Linked DNA regions of Rattus norvegicus: region 2 is linked to region 1. The links are chromatin contacts, called in public Hi-C maps. All regions are on one chromosome and are shown on one strand. Each heading gives the region's core, a stretch centred on a gene start, on an enhancer-like site or on the middle of the called end of the contact. The rest is flanking DNA. Distances are from core to core; before and after follow the strand shown.

Region 1 (4,362 bases), core at 1,388-3,887:
ACTGGTAACTTTTCAGTACAGTAAGGGAAAATATTACTGGGTGTCAAAGACCGAAGGAAAAAGGATAAAATTCTTTGGGGCACAAATTGGGTTCTTTTGTTCATTTTAATTTTTTCTGTTATGAAGTATACATAATTTTATAAAATAAAAATTACTTTACAATTAGAAAAAGAATCAATTTGTATCTGATTTAGGGATGTGGATTGAGCCAAAGTCACCACATTTTTTTTTCCGTGTGTGAATCATGTATAGTTTTTCAATTATTATTTTTTATTTTCTGAGATAAGATCACTCAATAGAACCTCAAATTGTCAATCCTACTGCTTCAGCCCTCTGAATGGTGGAAGATTATACATACACGGCACCATTCCATTTGGCTGTACTATTTATCTCCCATAGTGCGAGATGATGTCACAGGCGAGGCAGGTACAAGATAGAAGGAGGCCTGTCATTGGATGAGAAGGAAGGATGGGCGGGAGAAAAGTTTGAAGGAAGAGGAGGAGACTGGAATGGAAAGGAAGGAAAGACAGGATGGACAGGGAGAGAAGCGGTGGCAGGACAATAAGACAGGTGATGTTAAGATTCCACACTGTACCTTTACAGGGTGTTACGAATGTTTTTAAGGGATGGATGTGTATTGGGCTTTGTATGTTTAGGTGGGCAATTATACCTTATCAATTGGGCCAAAGGTTATTGTGTTGTGTGTTTTTTCATGTAGCAACTTAAGTGTAAGAAAGTGTGTGGCGGCTGGTCTGGACCGCCACAGAGTTGGGATGTGTGTTTCTGGCATGGAAACCTGCCTTGGGAACTAGATAGGTAGAGAGATTGCTGCCAGGCTCAGAGAGAAGCCTTTGGCAGTGTGATATGGGATGGAGCAGAGCGGGTGAGACGCTTTGGTGACTGAGAATTAAGGTATCCAGCAGACATCTTGGGGCACTGCAGTGTAGACCTAGTGGGGATAAAAGACAGCCCTTTTTATTTTTTATATTTTTACAACAACACCATAGTCCTTTCTCATTATTTAGATGACTTTACATGTATTATACAAAGCCTCTGCTTACATGGAAGTCAGTGGAAGTGTTTTTATTCTGTTCCATTCATTTATTTGTCTGTCCCTTCACCACCACTAGAACACTGTCTTAACTCTTAACCACTCTCCTGACATTTGACTGATAATTCAGTTTCATTATGCCTTCAGAGATCAAGAATTTCTTGTCTATTTTTTCCCTTTTCATTTCCACGTATGTCTTAGAATAAAGGTATCCTCCATTGCATGTGCATGTGCTCCTGTTCTGAGACATCATCAGCACTGACTATAGACAGATTTGGGAAGAACTGACCCTGTAAATGTAGTGAGTGACACAGCACACAAACACAGCATAATCCTTTTTATTTTGGTCTTCAATTTACTTCAAAGGTGTTTTATAGTTCTCTCTGTGAAGTCAGCACTCTTTAATTTTACTACTTATTGCAAGTTATATTCCCTTATAACTGAGAATTTGGTAAGGCACAATGGACCTTTGAGTTTCACTTTATACTGGGAATGGAAGAAGGCACATCTATGTTGATGATCCTACAAGGCCCAACTGACTGTTTAGGGCCTACACCTGAGGTCCAAGTACTGACTACCATGAGGCGGGAAGACCAGGAGTTTACGGCTACACTGCATTAAATAAAGAGGCAGGGCACAAACAAGACATTGTCTGCAAAACAAAAAGACAGACACAATTCATGATAAGGAAGCTGAGGGTATAAAACCAAATAATCTTTATGGCTTTTTTTCAGTGCCCCAACTTAGCCACTACCGGCCCAGCTGCCAGGAATAGCATCCTGTAGACTATCAGGTAAAACCTTTAGAATACATTGTTACCAGTCCACTAACTTTCATCAACCAAACAGGAAGGATATCACGAACGATCCTTACTTAAAGACTATGGAAGAATTCATTTCTGCTTTGCTGTAACCCACCTAACACTTGTCCCTAACTAAGAACCTGGCAAAGGCCTTGTCTTTTGTTCTGTGACTGTTAAGGTCTGTGCAATTGCTTTTATATTGAAACATGTTTTTAGGCCAACCTGAATCAATGCTCCCTGGCCATGGTAATTATTACTTAATTCAAAACAAATGCTGTCTTATTCTAATATGACAGCTCGGCTTTGCATGTACAGTTTCCAGCGAATGTTAGTTCATTAAATTAGTAAGTCTTCCTACATTTTGGATTTTTCTATACACATAACATCTATAAACTGTTGAGATTATTCTCTCCTATACTATTTATATATCTATTTTCTCATTATTACCGAATAACACACCATCATTTGAATTTTAGACATAATCGATTTAAATTGTAAATTCAATAAGAATCTGTCATCCTATTTGATTTCTTTACTGTCTCACATACTAAGTCCCAGTCACATGTCCAGAAAAGAGTCCTGCAATTCCTCCTAAGTTGGGGGAGGTTGAAGATCCACCTCTGAACGCTCAAGTTTCCCCTGCTGAAGCTGCCTCAGCCATTTGTCCCGCAGGCAGCCTCCGTAACCCCGCCTCTCAAACTGACACAGCCAATCGATATCAGGCTTAGTCACCCCGCCCCTAGACGGAGGCAGCCAATCAGAAGCAGTGTGTTTTGCGCGCCGGACTTGCAAAGATGGCGGTGATCGGTGGCGCGCGGCCTCTTAGCGGAGCGGTTGTCCCGCTCCTCCGTAGCAAGATGTGAATGCGGCTGAAGGACGGTGCCACGGGAATGAGTCGGCGAAGGAAGCATGCGGACAGCCCTGTGCGGACGCGCAGGGCGGGTGCCGAGAACTGCTGCTCGGCAGCGGAACTGTGGCCCCGGGCGTCCAGGGCGGCCCGCAGCTCCCAGCCCAGCCGGGCGGGAACGCGGTCTGCGCTGCGGTCGCAACGGCGGGCAGCGGCTGACGGCGGGCGGAGCCCGGGGGGTGAGAAGAGGGCGGGGAGCGGAGCTCGGCGGTGTGGACCGGGCCGGAGGCTTAGAGCTGCAGCACCAAGGCCCCTCCATGGGGCCTTTTCTGGCTGACTCTTTGGTTGTGGGCGGGGTCTGTGCCCTGTACTACGTCCAGGAAATTGGGCGCCTAAGCCTTTTTTCTGTTTCCCTCGCTGTTTTGTTTTGCAAAAAGGGCCACCTCAGGAACAGTGTGCTCCCGGAACTTGCTAAGTGTAACATCCGGTTAGCCTAGTAAACCGATGGATGGTGCATTCCTTTCTGTAAACTTTTGGAGTTAAAAGATTTCTATCCCAGTAAGGACCAGACTCATAACCTCTATCCTAGAGTGTGTTCTTAAAATACAACGTCTATTAACTTGCCTGTTTCTGCCATGATAAACCAAAGCAGGGGAAAGAATAATAACATTGTAAAAGTTTAAGTGATTCTAGACAGAGCTTCCCTAGAAACAAGTCACTAATGGTTTTAGAGTGGAGTGAGTAGAAAATGTGGGTAGAGTTTAGCTTGTGAGAGTTTAGTGTGGGATTCTGTTTGGATGCATTTGCAACACATCTGCTGCCAACTTGGAGGTCCCTAGAGCCTGGTGTTAGTAATTCAGTGACCAGGTGGTATCATTCCTGAGCCTATGGAATTTTCAAAAAACACTTCCTAACTACAGTGCCAAACTTAAGAAGTATTGAGACATTATTTTTATTGAAACATTTCCATTGTGGTTAAAGTACTTGTCTTTAAGAGACAAATTTTATATTGGACATAAAAATTAATTTGTCTAAGCTGTTATTTGACTTTAACTCTTATGAAGTAAATGCAACGATTGTCATCTTATGCAGAAAAGGAGACACCAACACAAGTTCTGAAAGTGAATTTATTGTCCTGTACCTTCAGTTCTCCAAATGATCCAGATGGACAGACTGATATCTTCTGGGATCAAAATTCTCCAATGACAAAACAGTTAGGTAATCTGTTATTATTTTTATGTGGGTCAGTGCTTGATGAAGGATTAGTGTTGGTAAAATTTTAATCCATTGGCATCATTATTCATTGTTCTTGGTTTTGTTTTGTTTTTAAGAATCTCGTGTGATTTTTTTCTGTCTAAATATGCCACGATGTTAATGTGGAGTTGTTTAAGTTGTACTGACTACAATTGTTTCCTTAAAGATGACAACTGGTTTTAAAATTCCTGGTCTAAAATTGATAAAAATGCCTGCTTCTTTAGGTAAAAGAAGAACAAAGCGGATTTCCAGTGCATACAGTGATGAGATTTCACATATTGTTAATCGTATTGCTCCTCAGGTAAGTATGGCAAGGCTCGTGGTTTATAAAACAGCAAAAAATTGTATGATCTTTGCTTGTGTGGTTCTTTCATATATAAAATAGCATGTTTAGAGCAAACAAGGTTA
Region 2 (4,540 bases), core at 1,835-4,334, 980 kb before region 1:
ATACATCGGGGCGTTTGTGCAAGAAAAGAGCACATGAATGTGACGGGAAAAGTAAAAGCTTCAAACTTGAGCGTCGAAACAAAAAGACAGAGAGGAGACACAGAGGCAGGCACACGATGAGGGGTCGTGGGGCCTTTTATTGTTTTCAACAGTCGGATCTCTTTCAAGGCAAAGCCCATTGAAAGTTTGGGGTGAACATATGTCAACCCTTCAGGTGTTCGTTGTTGGGGGCGGAGTGCTGGGCTGGAGGGCCGCAAGCCTGGTCTACTAGGCTTAACCCACACGCACCGCTGCTGGAGTGAACTAGCCCGGAGCTGACTCTTGTAGAAGGCTAAAAGCTGTGGATGCAGCCTAGGAGGCTCCATTGCTCGGTGGAACTCAAATCCAGCTCTAGGTTCTAATGTTTACCCTGTGTCCCCTGTTCAATAGAAACCCACTCAGTAGAAACTTGAGTACTGCCTGAAGAATGGAAACAGGTCTATGACTTTGAGCCTAAGAGTTGCCTTCAGTACGTTTCAGAGATGCTAACCTTTCCCAAACAATCTCCTCGTGAAGGGAACCCCCTAATCTTTTTCAGAACTCTCCTCAAAACCTTCCCCGGCCCCTGGGGTGAGGGTTCGGTCCGCAGCTGGCGGTGGGATGGGGGCGGGGGCGATGGGAGCGCGGGCCCGCTGCTTTGGGGGAGAGAGCCTTTTGGCCACCTTCAGGGCGGGAATCCGGAATGGCAGTTTGCATTCCCAGCAGATCGAAGCTCCCTGCTGATCGATTATTTGATAATTGATTTTCCCCGCAGCCAATGCGCGGCTGCCTGGGCGGGGACGCCTTCCGATTGGCGGAGCTCTCTCCACGGCTGCCTACCGAGATTTGGGTGAGCTCATTTTCCAGTCGACCGCAGGGGGAGTTTTCTGCGAGGTTTTAGCTGGGGGTGGGGGGGATCCTCTCCGAGCCCAGCGAGCTGAGAGCCCTGCCTGGGATGTGAGGTTTACAGCTGCTCCGAGAGCTACCGAGACTGAGCTATCTAAGCCAAGAGAGCCAGGCTCAGAAACATAAAGAGTAAAATTGCCCCCACTAAATAGAGTAACTGAAGGCAAGCGCGGAGCGAGAATAAAAAGACTCAAAAAACAATTTTAAGTCCAGGGTGTGGTATTTCAAGAGAGAAAGTTAAAAACCACTGGCTGGTTGGAGACTTCAAGTTGTGGGCAGGGTCAGCTTTTGTCTGAAATCTCAGCTTCCGAAGTGGATTTCTTTTCCTCTGGAACTGGGAGTTTTCCCGGGGCCGGGTTCGGAGATAGACAAACGGAGGGATGGAGGTCTGGGAGGCCGGCGCCGGGCGTCGCCGCTGAAGGAGCTGGGGGGCGCAGCGTCTCCAGGCCCCAGGAAGGCCGAGGCTGGAGCCCCTCGGCGTCGCCCAGACAAAGGCAGCGCCGGCCGCAGCGCAGCCGAGCTCTGCAGCCTCGCCGCGCCGTGCCCTCGGGCGCACGGCTAACCTTGCGGACTGCGCGACCGAGAAAGAGCCTCGGGTCCGGGGGCTCCCAGGTCCCGGCGGCCCGCGAGGTCTGGCAGCTAGGTGCGGGCGCTGAGTTTCGCTCTCCGGCGGTCATAAATAGCTCGGTGTTTGTAAACAAGCGCTGGGGGCACATTCCCGGCGCTCGGCTCATTGTTCCCTCCCTTCCTCCCTCACTTCGCGCCGCGGCTAGGGCTGAGGGCTACCAGGGTGAGGAGGCGGGGGCGTCGGGACCCAAAGTGGCAAAATGCAAGCATTTCCATAACTCCAGCCCTACGACCACTTCTGACAGCGGGGGCCGGGGTGGGGGTAGAAAAAAAGAAAAAACCCAAAACCAAAAGAAAAAAGGAAAGAAAACCTCTAAGCTGGGTTTGCAGAACGCCCGGGCGACCGCTACCCCACGTTCTCGGGACTCCTGAGCTGAACCTTTTCCAATCCAGCACCAGCTCCTCTTCTTGCTCTGGCTTTGACTTTTCTTCTCCGGGAGTCTAGCAGAGAATCCAGTACTTTTGGCATCAACCCCCCACCCCGAAAAATACTGGCAGACCCCAATAATTTCGAGGAAAGTCTTGAAGTCTTTCATGAGCGGAGCACTGAGCGAATTAACTCCGGCATCTGCCTGCCCTACGTTTATTCCCGATTTATTTCAAGAGTCCGCTTTGGGAAGAGAGGCTGGAAGGGGACCTAAAGTCGGCGGGTCGGGAGCTGCAGCCTGCATTTGTGTGCATGTGCCTTGGGTGTGTGGTGTTAGTGCCTGGGCGTGCGAATTCATGGAGCGCCTTTCTGCCTCTCCAGTGCGGCCAGAGCTCGCTTCGCGCACCCACCCCTGCCGAGGAGCCTACTTGCTGCAGCCCAATGCATTGTGTAAGACGCGACCTGTTATGGCCACCACTACTTCCGGGTTCTAGCATTCTGGTCGGAATCCACCTCTCCGCCTGTGCAACACACACTTTACACACGCACGGCGACTGCAAGCGGGCAGCATCGATCGTGGCTCCTTTAAGACAAACTCAGACAGACATTTTTTTAACCCTCCTCTCTAATCTCCCTTCAGTGCAGCAGTTGCAAAGAGGGAGAGAGAAAGAGAAAGAGAGCGAGAGAAGAGAGAAACTGATTGGGAATTAGGACTGATTCAAGGAAAGCGGGCGCTAGGGCTTTGTGCATTTGAATATTAACATTTGAGGTGTTCTGACCAGAAGAAGACAGAACGGATGATCATTCATTCACCACGTTGACAACCTCGCCTGTGATTGACAGCTGGAGTGGCAGAAAGCCATGAGATTTGGTAGTTGGTTCTGAGGGGCGCTCTTTTTTTTCTTTTTCTTTTCTTTTCTTTCTTTTTTTTTAACTGATTTTTTTGGGGGGGAAGAGAAGATCTGCTTTTTTTTCCCTCCCACTGCTGTCTTGGTGGAACCAGAGCGCTTTTATGCTCAGCGACGCGGGCGCCTTGCTTCAGGTCCGGTAGACCGAAGATCTGGGACCAGTAATTCACACTGCTGGAGACGCAAAGGGATTTTTTTGTTACTGTTGTGCTTTATTTTTTTTTCCGAGGGAGTTTGCATATTTGTTTCTTTTCACACTGGCCTTAAAGAGGATATATTAGAAGTTGAAGAAGGAAGGGAGGCAGAGAGGCCGATGGCGCAAAGGGTACGTATTAAAAACAATTGTGGAACTCAAATGTGAGATTAAATTGAAACGTGGCTGAAAGACACTGTTGCTAAGTTTCCTCTTTCCTTTCTCTCTTTTTGAATGAGGTTCCTAAAGCCGCGGCCTAAATCGACAGGTTTACTTAATGCATTTGTAGCCTTATGCATGTTACTCGTGGGTTATTAATTCAAGTGATCAAGTAGTCTATAGATTCCTAGCCAACAGCTATATAAATAAAAATACAAGCCCGAGGAATCACCTGTTTTAAAAGGAAAGAAAGAGGAGGGGGAAATGCTACATATCCAGTGCTGTAATTTAAGCATTTAGGGACCAAAAGTTTAAAGCTACGTTTAATTAAAATGAGCAGCTGGGAACTTTAGCGTTATTATCGATTATGCACATCTTTAATATCATTAGAAGTAGGTAGCATTTTTAGATAAGGAATGTCCTGGTGTAGTGGAGTTTTGGTTGGAAAAACATTCCTCTTTTAAAAGTAATTTTAATTTGCATGGGTTTTTATGCAAGATAATAAGTTTGCAGATTTTTTTTCTTAGCTAAGTTCTTTACCACTTAGATACTAAACACAGAGCTACTCAGTTTAAAAATGCAATCCTAATTTCCCCAATATTCCTATTTGAATGGAAATGCCTTGAAAGTAAACTGAGACAATGACGGGCCGGCTGAGGTGGCTTCTTAAAAGAAAAGGGTCTACAAAAAGGCTGCCTTGCATAATTTGTGTCTTGGCCCTCAAAGCCCCTTTTGGGAAAGAAAGTTACTGGAGGACACATTTTTTTCTTTCTTCTCTCAGTTCAGGCAAATGTCAGGATTCTCCCAAACTCTTCACACCTCTGTCTTTCAGAGGATGAAAGTGGCAGTTCTTTGGAAATCATTTCCTTCTCCCCATTTCCAAATCTTAGAAAAGAAACTTGCCTGGAATAAAACAGAAAAATTGAAATAGCTGAATTTATCACAGACAGTCAAGGCAATCAATTTGAAAGCAGCCCCATCCCCCAGATTTTCATGTGTGTTTTGCTTTTGAGTCTGTTTAAAAAAAAAAACTAACATGTAACTATTGCTTCCTGGACTCTTACTCTAGGGAGAAAGTTTGTGAGGGTAAAAAAAAAATATAAAACAACATTAGTTGCTTCCTTTATAGCTTTTATTTAAGTTTGGAAATAATGTTGCCCAGTTGTATGTTCAGCTGTAAAAGGCAACAAGCTGCCTTATGCACACTTCAGTATAACATATATGGGGGGGGGGTCGTTTTGTATAATTTAGCAGAGTTTGGGGAACCAAGGCAAACTCAGTGTCTTACAGGACTGCCAATCCCATGCTGGTTGAGAAATAAAATAAGAAGCCTTTCAGAATTCACTGCTTGGCACAACTATT

Evidence for each region. Hi-C and Micro-C count contacts between places; a contact is called where the count stands out from the background.
Region 2: a contact with region 1 is called in a Hi-C map of hepatocytes, with 1.7 times the contacts expected there. The contact joins the promoter of Meis1 here to the promoter of Etaa1 in region 1. A contact is called at or near these places in 3 of 12 Hi-C or Micro-C datasets (Schwann cells, hepatocytes and mammary epithelial cells) and 1 of 1 datasets of contacts at active chromatin or transcription factors (oligodendrocytes).

The regions. Positions count from the first base shown.
Region 1 is chr14:96,513,892-96,518,253 of GRCr8, reverse strand. Etaa1 (ETAA1 activator of ATR kinase) reads left to right here and starts at 2,637. Exons shown (of 6, transcript NM_001109094.2): 1 at 2,637-2,939; 2 at 3,793-3,918; 3 at 4,179-4,255. The coding sequence starts at 2,717.
Region 2 is chr14:97,493,627-97,498,166 of GRCr8, reverse strand. It overlaps Meis1 (Meis homeobox 1), which reads left to right and starts at 3,084. Exons shown (of 13, transcript NM_001134702.1): 1 at 3,084-3,151. The coding sequence starts at 3,140.